Linked DNA regions of Zea mays: region 1 is linked to region 2. The links are chromatin contacts, called in public Hi-C maps. All regions are on one chromosome and are shown on one strand. Each heading gives the region's core, a stretch centred on a gene start, on an enhancer-like site or on the middle of the called end of the contact. The rest is flanking DNA. Distances are from core to core; before and after follow the strand shown.

What was found. Hi-C and Micro-C count contacts between places; a contact is called where the count stands out from the background.
Region 1: a Hi-C map of ear shows a contact between it and region 2, with 3 times the contacts expected there. The contact joins the enhancer-like site here to the promoter of LOC100283425 in region 2. A contact is called at or near these places in 5 of 25 Hi-C or Micro-C datasets (bundle sheath, ear, leaf and 2 more) and 1 of 3 datasets of contacts at active chromatin or transcription factors (leaf).

What each region holds. Positions count from the first base shown.
Region 1 is chr1:6,601,541-6,606,180 of Zm-B73-REFERENCE-NAM-5.0, reverse strand. No RefSeq gene overlaps it. Among protein-coding and RNA genes, the nearest start is that of LOC103631507, 92 kb to the right of the region's middle. Within about 2 kb of position 2,875, at least 18 of the 20 cell types and tissues checked have an H3K27ac peak or open chromatin away from gene starts, as enhancers often do. A contact at or near this core is called in bundle sheath, ear, leaf and 2 more, where this site is marked.
Region 2 is chr1:6,494,450-6,499,242 of Zm-B73-REFERENCE-NAM-5.0, reverse strand. LOC100283425 reads left to right here and starts at 2,945. Exons shown (of 2, transcript NM_001366674.1): 1 at 2,945-3,441. The coding sequence starts at 3,084. The coding sequence ends at 3,410.

The DNA of each region.
Region 1 (4,640 bases), core at 1,626-4,125, 110 kb before region 2:
CCGGTCTGCTCCTCGTGTCCAACCTCACGGCACAGTAAATAGAGTAGCACTCCGTACAGCGCTGGAAGTAGCGTAGCAGAGGATAGCATGCCGTTCCCAGTACCGTTCCCAGTGCCCTGCTGCAGCGTGTATGCATGCGCTAAACCTTCCGAGTGTCGTTTCCAGTGCCGCGCTGCGGCCAGCCTAAGAGTGGAAGACGGTACCTTAACTTTTACAGACTCAGAATACATTAAGATAAAAGTCAATCTCGTTTATTGTACAAATAGTACGTATCTTTTATCAGGAAAAGAGTAAAATGGTGTACTCCTCTATTATACAAAACATTTCATTCTCCATGGCATCTAATTCATGAGATCTCCGGTCATATAGATTGGGTTGTCACTGTATGATAACATCACGTGAGCTTTAATCCCATTTCTATTGATGCCTCATCAACCACAGCATGTGCTAATCCTTTTGTAAAATGGTCAGCCAAGTTTTGAGCGGTATTAATATACTCTACGACAATCTCTCCAGAATTTTTTCAAATGTCTTACTGATTTAATTCGTCATTTCACATGTCTTGAGAACTTTGCATTTTCCTTTGCAATGATTACAATTATGATCATGCTTTGATTATCATAATATAAAAGAATGGTCGGTACCAATATCTCTTTTAACCACTCTACCTTAGTAGTGCTATAAGTTGTGTCTCTATAGTAGATTTCGTTAAGATAGTCTGCTTACGAGACCTCCAAAAAACCGCGGTCCCACTAATAATGAATATATATCCACTTGTGGCGGCACAGAGAGTTGAAAATGCGAGGATGAGATGTGTGTGCGCCACCTCGTGCACTGGACGACTCATATATAGAGAGGGTCGCATCAACGCCTCATGTTCGATCTGCTAAATTTCAGGATCCGTCACCTCTCTATGTGCAACTGCTTGGAGATCTCGCATGTAACATGTGCACCCATTACTCCCAGTTGACGTGACAGTCTAAGTTTAGTATTCGATAACCAAATAAACAAAAGGTAAAAAAATTAACTGCTATTTAGAACACATCACGACGCGATTGCCGCAAGTCAAAAGTCACGCGATAAATAATGCGAAAAAACATGTGCGTGTGTCAGTCTTCATAGCTCTTTATTTGTCTCATGTGAAGAGTAGTGAAGACTCTCACATATAAGTTAATTCTCTTATACCTAGATGAGCAATATGAGACTAAAGCTCCATAGCATCTTTATATCACCTTGGCTTACTTATTGAATTGGACCATAATTCCAACATATCACATTAACGACTATTAGAATTCAAACACAGTATTAATCCCATCACAAATGTAAAGCTTTATTTTTAAAAGGAGCTAAAATAAAAAAAATCGACTGTTGTTGGGCGACGCTTTTCTTGCGACGCACCGGCCCGGAGATTCCGCTGGCAACCGGAGGGATCTTGGTTGCAAGTTGCAACTGCTAAACGACAGCTAGTTGGTTCGCATTGGTATTAGTATAGATGGCCATTTGGCATTAACACGATGGACCAGTCCAGACACGACACGAAAAAGCACGATCCAGGCATGACCCAGCCCGACTAGTATAGTGCGGGTGCCTACACGATACGGCTATAATGTCGTGTCTAGGCCATCATCTCGACCCGTAGTGCTGGTACGGGCACGACACAGTTACATTTTTTATTTTAAAAATAATAGTTTGCATATATTAAGTATAAGCATTCAACATATAATACAATAAAGTTGTAGCCGCACAAGCTAGATGAGTGTGTTTAAGGGTGTGTTTGATTTGACTTTTGACTTTGGCTTTTATCCCCTAAAAGCCAAAAGTCAAACCAAAGGGCTAGATTAAGGAAGCAGCTTTTTCTAAAAGCCGACTTTCTCGCAATGCAAAAATGAAAGCACCTCTAGACCTGTTTTTAGTGACTTTTAGATGGAAATGTGAAAACGTATATTGAATAACTTTTAACGATTTTTAGTGGTTTCGACCAAATGGTTTTTAGCTTTTTAACAGCTCACAGCTCACAGTAGCTTTTCCCACAGCTCACAGCCCACAACAGCTTTTTTCACAGCCACAGCCCAACCAAATAGACCCTAAGTCTCTCATACACTTGGTTGTGTGTTCTAACCCCATAGCTACGTATTTTTTTGCTAAATTATACAATATACTCAGATGGGCCAACGTGCCACCGGGTCGGCCTAGCATGGTGCCGGGCTGGCCCGTGCCTGAGCCGCTACCGCGGCACGTGGGCCCATTTGGCACGGCACAGTTCGTTAGGCGGGCCTAACGGGCCCTGCCGAACATGGACTGTGCTGGCCCGTTTGGCCATCTATAAGGTATTAGTCATCGTCGGATATTGTTGGGCTATCTTCAGCATATTCCATATCGCACTCTATTTCAAACAACACTTTATAAACAGTATAATTTATAGTGTAAAATACTGTATACGCACTCCGCTCAAGATGCCTTTAATTAGTACAATTGCAAATGGAAAAAGATATGCTAGCGCTCGTTCTTGGAGCATGCGTATGGCCTTCCACATTCATACTTGCCTGTGCATGGTGTGGCAGGCCCGGCCCCATGTGTGCAGTGGAAACGCACCGCACGGTCTGGTCCATGGTGTTCATACGATGATGTCAGTTCTTGTTCTTCGGCAGCATCGGCGACACAGACAGCACTGACTGCTACGCATCCGTTTCTCTAGCTCTATGCCTGCCCGCTGTAGTAGTAGCGGCGGCAGAAGCAGCTGGACCTGGACCGGCAGTCCGGTCCGGTCTCTGCTGTTTTTTCCGTGCCTCGTAGGTCGTAGTCGTAGCTCGTACTCGTAGTAGCCTAGTAGGCTATACGAACTGTCCGGGCTGTCGCACGCACGTCGCTGCCGGCTCGGTGGCCCGGCTGTGTGGCCACAAATTCCGTGGGCCGGCCGTTCCCTCGTCTCTCTCTGCTGGGCTGCTTGTATATCCGACAAAGGGGCCGGGTGCGGCGTCTATCCCAAAAGGCCGAAAAACGTGTGGGCTACGTCCGTTCCACGGGCACCCCATATACGCGTTCCTTCCCCTGGAGCCCAGCTACGTCTTCTTCAGACATCCGATTCTTCCAGCTGATCTAGAGCGATGCAGGTTAGATTTTGCACACCAGAAACGTTCAAGATGACTACGGGCGGTCCGGAGACAGAAGGGTGGAGGAGGCGACACGTGGCGACGGTTACTCGAGTTGAGGACGACTACGGGCGCTTACTTACCGCCCCCGGCGCGGAGAATCCAAGGATTTGCTTGCCGTTGCAGGCGGAAAAATCGCGAGAACGGGCGAGGGACCGCATCCGCCGTCCACGTGTCACGTGGGCCGAAAACCACTGCTCGCCGCCGCATCAGCCACAACTGCTGATTTTTGCGACGTGCGTGTAGATGCCTTGTGTTGAGCTGTTAGCTGTTAAAAACTATATTTTAGTTTTTGTATTTATCAATTTAGATACTACAATAAAATATAATAGAGTAACTAAAAATTAGTCACTAGAAATCAAACACTTTTTAGCGATAGGTCAAACTCCTTCATGAAAGCTACGGTGTCAAGCCGAATGCAGTCCTCCGCTACATCGTTAAAATATAAAATATAAATACAATTATATATATAAGGTTAAGTAGCATAAAAAGAATGTCTTGTCGTGAAATGACAATACAATTATTCTCACTCTTCCTACTAATAAACGACACATGTTTTAGTGGCCATATAACTACGGATACAATTACTAATACTTATTGAGAACTACGTTACCATATATCACTAGGTCTGCACCCTTCACTCATATCAGCAGATTAGGCGCGAGAAGTCATGGAAGACCCGTATCCCTTTCCAGAAGTACGACAGGAAACACACGAGACACGATGTAGGGTTGAGACTTTGGCCTCTTTCTCTTCTCTATCTTATGAGGGGGTGTACAGGTTTGAAAGGGAAATGTGCCCTTGGGCCATTTCTAAGTATTTTGGTGATTGAGTGCCAACACAGGTGCTTAAATGTGAATCTATACCCTTGGATGGACAAAGTGTAAATCAAGATGAAAGGTATGTTTCTAAGCCTTAGTACATTGTTTTGAAGACTAATGTATTGTGTCTAAGAGCTTGAAACAGGAGAAATCGAGTCAAAGAAAAGTTGGCTGTGTACAGCCAAGGGGCTGTTCGGTCTGGAGCACCGGACTGTCTGGTGGTGCACCGGACAGTGTCCGGTGCGCCAGGCTGCCTCGAGCGAAGTGGTCGCTCTCGGGAATTCGCCGACGGCGTACGGCTAAAATTCATCGGACTGTCCGGTGTGCACCGGACTGTCCGGTGAGCCAACGGTCGGCCGGGCCAACGGTCGGCCGCGGAATCTGCGCGCGACACGTGGCCGAGCCAACGGTCGGAACGGGGCACCGGACTGTCCGGTGTGCACCGGACTGTCCGGTGCGCCAACGGCTCCCAGATCTGCAACGGTCGGCTGCGCCGTTTAAGGAAAGAAATCGGGCACCGGACAGTGTCCGGTGTGCACCGGACTGTCCGGTGCGCCCGATGACAGAAGGCAAGATCAGCCTTCCAGAATTGCTCTCAACGGCTCCTAGCTGCCTTGGGGCTATAAAAGGGACCCCTAGACGCATGGAGGAGAACACCAAGCATTCCTAC
Region 2 (4,793 bases), core at 1,696-4,195:
TGGTGGTTGGGGCTATAAATACCCCCCAACCACCACACTTCAAGGCACCCAAGCATTCACTACTCCTCATTCAATACAAGAGCAATACACAACACTCCAAGACACAAATCAAAGCCTCCGGTCAAATCAAACTCCACAATTCAACTCTAGTTTTTAGGACTTGTGAGAAGATCGACTTGTGTTCTTTTGTTGTTCTTGTTGCTTGGTTGGCTTTCTTCTTTCTCTCGTTCTTACTCTCAAAGCCTTGTAGGCGAAGCAAGAGACACCAATTGTGTGGTGGTCCTTGCGGGGTCTAAGTGACCCGAGAAATCAAGGAAGGAAGCTCACTCGGTCTAAGTAACCGTTTGAGAGAGGGAAAGGGTTGAAAGAGACCTGGTCTTTGTGACCACCTCAACGGGGAGTAGGTTTGCAAGAACCGAACCTCGGTAAAACAAATCACCGTGTCATCCGCCTTATTTGCTTGTGATTTGTTTTTCTCCCTCTCTTTCGGACTCGACTTTGTTTCTAACGCTAACACCGGCTTGTAGTTGTGCTTTAAGTTTGTAAATTTCAGATTTGCCTATTCACCCCCCCCTCTAGGCGACTTTCAAGTAGGAAGGCATAGTCTCTGGCGACGTTGTAAACTTCGGATGATGGGGCGTGAGGAGGGGCCGAGGATGGGGAATGGGGCAGGATCACGGGGGGTCGCGCGACATCTCTGCTGGCAACACGAGGTGGCAGGTGGGGGTGGGGAGGCAGGCGGCCGACGCTTCAGGGATCACCGGGACGGCAACGGGTCCGATCGGATCCATGGGGGATTGCATCGCGAGGCGCGATTTGCCGGCGAGGATGGTGTCGCCGATGGAAGGGGACTGCAGGGAGCGGGGCTTCGTGAAGGAGAGCGGGGCACACGCGAGGATGGAGGGGGCACCGCGATGCGAGATTGCCGAGGGGGAGCGCCTTGATGCGGATTGCATCGCCGCGCCAGGGGGAGGGCGAGGGCGGGTGCTTGCCGAGGAGAGGAGACTGCGGCGAGGAGGGGAGGCGAGTGGAGATCGCGGCGGGGAGAGGCGGGCCCACGTGCGAGCGAGGGGGGCGGGGGCGGGACGGTGGGGTGGATCTCGTGGGCTGGTGAGATTTTCACGGCGGGATAACGGGGCGGCGCGATGAGATCGCGGTAGGGAGAGGCGGGCCTACGTGCGAGCAGGGGGGTGACAACGGGATGGATCGTGTGGGCGGACGAGATTTCCGCGGCGGGACGACGCGGCGGGACGATGTGCGGGAGCGGGGGCGCTGTGGAGTAGAGGGGAAGTGGGTGGGGATCCGCGGCGCGAACTTTGGCAGAACCGTGCACCAAAATCACTGTGGACGCCTACGGTAGGGTCTTAAGGAGTAGTAAAGATATATGTCCGGGCCGCTAGAATGCGTAACACCCTACTTCCTATTGAGGCTGTGTATTGGAGTTGCTTTGGAGTATATAGATTACATATGTGCTGTTGTGGTGCTAAGGTGTGGTTGATGAGGGCTGGTGTATGATGAGATGAGATGTTTTGGTAGGGGTACTCTCTCGGCCTTATATAAGTGACCAGAGGGTTATTCCTTACAAGTTGTGATCACTATATATTCTACCTATCTCCTCTTTTATCGCGGCCTGTAGTTCTGCTTATCCGGAGTTTGATCACTTCCTTAGCCGAGTTGACGCCGAGTGTTTAGCCCTTCGGCTGTGTGCAACTTCTTCAGTCGAGATATTAGCTCTTCTGCCTACGCATAACCCGGATGTTTAGTCTTCGTCTTCTTGGATCGAGCTTGCCTAACCTGGTTGTGGCCCGATGACCCATCCTGCAAGGTGGACCATCAGGAGGCCCATCAGACGGCCCGTGACATGTTTCTGTGTTCGTGAGGACCCGAGGATATCTACCCCCAACACCACTAAAGACAACACTAGGCATATAGTAAGCAGGAAATCAACTAAGTGTCAGTCAAGATAAACTAGATGAACTACCCTAAACGATTGTCACTCATCATGCTAGAAATATATCTGAAATAGATACCAGTTTAAATTCTCAAGATTTATCAGATTTTACAGCGGATTACAAATTTCGATGAAAAGCATGTGAGTGCGAGAGGTTGTAAGCATTGTCATTGTCTAACTTTTCAACCGGGTGTAGCCTATGCAACAAAGCAATCAGAAGGTAAAGACACCGGTTTTGATCATCCACCACCTACTCGAGTTCATCCAAAAGTGGAAATAGAAGCAATCTCGATACAATGATGTGGTGACAAATTCAAACTCATCTCGATCTTTTTGATTTTTTCACTTACCTTGATTTTGCTTTAAGCACAGATTTAATGAATCAAGCCAATGAATAACTCAAAACATGAGGCATAGCCACCTAGCATACTAGTGACAATACAAAGAATTTCAAACACATCCTATACATGCTAGGTGCCAATCTCAATGGGGAGCATGTTTTGGATTCAACAAGTAATAGTCAAGTTCACAATTATGAAAAGAAGCTTAGCTCAACAATATTGTATCAATATAAGCAAACAGAGCCTAAGCATGCCAAAGCATCATCATGTATACAAAGAACATACTACTAGGATCATAGTCACATTCTAGCATATACACAAGTGAAGGTCAAAATGCTACATGAGATACATATATAATACAAGAATGAAGAAAGAAAGACTAAAATCTACATGAAAAACAACAAAAACAAAAACAAAAAATGGAGCCCTTGATAAAAAAGGAACTAGACACCTAATTCTCCTCTTAAAATACTATATTACTATATCAGCTCACGAGCCGATCCAGACTCAGTTAAAATTGACTCGGACTAAAGAGATTCATGAGCCGAGATTGAATAAGCCCGAGCCGACTCTTGAGCCTCGAGTTTTTTTTTTCGATCCTAAGGTCCCCGGCGGCCCGGCCGGAACAAAACCCGTTCGATGCGTCTCCGCCGTTTCAGGACACAATCAAGGGCTAGAAGCCACTACAGGCCCAAATTCAGCCCATACCCACTCTCCCATCCACGAGACCACAAGCCACACCAAACCCGCGTTCATCGACGGACGAGCTCGCCGGCGAGAGAGCGACTGAGATGGAGGCGGCGGCAGCGGCGGCCGGCGTGGAGCTGGGCTCCTCGAAGCCCCAGATCGCGACGCAGGCGGAGATGGCGGAGGCCCGGGTGCCGCTCGCCTACCGCGATCAGTGCGCGCACCTCCTCATCCCGCTCAACAAGTGCCGCGTCGCCGAGTTCTACCTCCCCTGGAAGTGCGAGCCCGAGCGCCACGCCTACGAGAAGTGCCAGTACGAGCTCGTCATGGAGCGGATGCTCCAGATGCAGAAGATCCGCGAGGCGCAGGAGACCAAGGTCAAGGGCGGCGCCTCCATTGGCCTCATCCCGGCCACCGCCAAGCTCGCCTGATACGGGTCCCAGACCGATCCGCTTGATTTAGGTGAGCTCTGACCCCGTCACGCCGTTTCGAATCTCTTCTTTCCGGGATTTAGCTCGGCTGCTGTGGCTTGAGTTTGTGATTTGGATGTGAAGGCCACATGTTGTCTCGGGTACTTAGGGATTCCGATTGCATGAGTGGCGAATCGTGCGCCCTTTTGTCAGGGGAAGCAGCATTGGGCGGGTGGCCCGTCAGCGTTGGCGTGGATATTATTAGGTTAATTTGTAGACATTTCAGACTAAGCTGCTGACTGAATGGTTAGGGTTTTCAGGAGCTGCTGTAGCCGTGTAGCACTTGCAGAGCTAATTTAGGTAGGGTGAAAACAGAAACGTGACTCTTGATTCTTGGTAGCATAATTCAAGCTTGCTGCAAATATGACGAAGTTAAAACGTGAAATCAAGCCACTGGGATACATGGACATTTGAGATCAGTCCAGATCTCTCTCTCTTTTTTTGCTGCCCAGTGCTTGCTGCAGTTCCAACCATTATGCTGTCATATGTTCATATATTGAGTTGTGATGTTCATGTATCATGAATACACAACAGTGCTAAAATGTTTAGAAATCAGTCTAGCTGGTAGGAAGCTTAATGGAAATTCATCATATCTTCCCTGCGACCTGAATTTGGGGCTTCCAAACTACCTGAAGTTGGTTACAGATTCTAGATTACTGTTTGGTGATATTAGGACTGGAACTCTATTCTGGCTTGTAGCTTCTCAAGTCATTGGAAGTGATTTAGACAAGGCCTAGATTTTTGTTTGTTGGACCAATTTTTAAATCTGAAGCTTTGTGCAATTAAAGCAGATAATGTACATAGGCAGCAGGTTAGTTTAGCTACGCAGGCTGCCATTCCAAACACATCGTTGCAGTGAAGCATCAAATCTAATTAAAACATGTATGATAAACATGTCATAGCTTACCTATGCCAATAAGCAGAATATTTCTCAACTATATCTATAGGTTGCTGCAAGCAATATTGAATTTGAAGGAACTTGCCCAAGTTTCATTTTATAACACATTGAGGTGTCATGTCGATTAAATTAAATGGAGTTGCCAATTCATATCACATTTTTTTATTGTACCTCCACTTAGCACTTTTGCAATACTTTCAAGAACGTTAGGTCTTTTGGTGGGTGGTGGTAATATACTCGTCTTCAGGGGGATGCCACATGAAGAAACAAATGCAGTCCTTTTAGCTTCATTGTTAGAGGCTTTCCAGTCCTTTTGAGATGAGCTCTTCAATACACTGCTTGTACTTTATATCATTTGATCTTAAATACTTTGTGACAAACCCCCTGTTCTTCCAATTTAATCTGGTTAAGTGCAGTAGAGCATCTCTCTGCATGACTGTTGCATA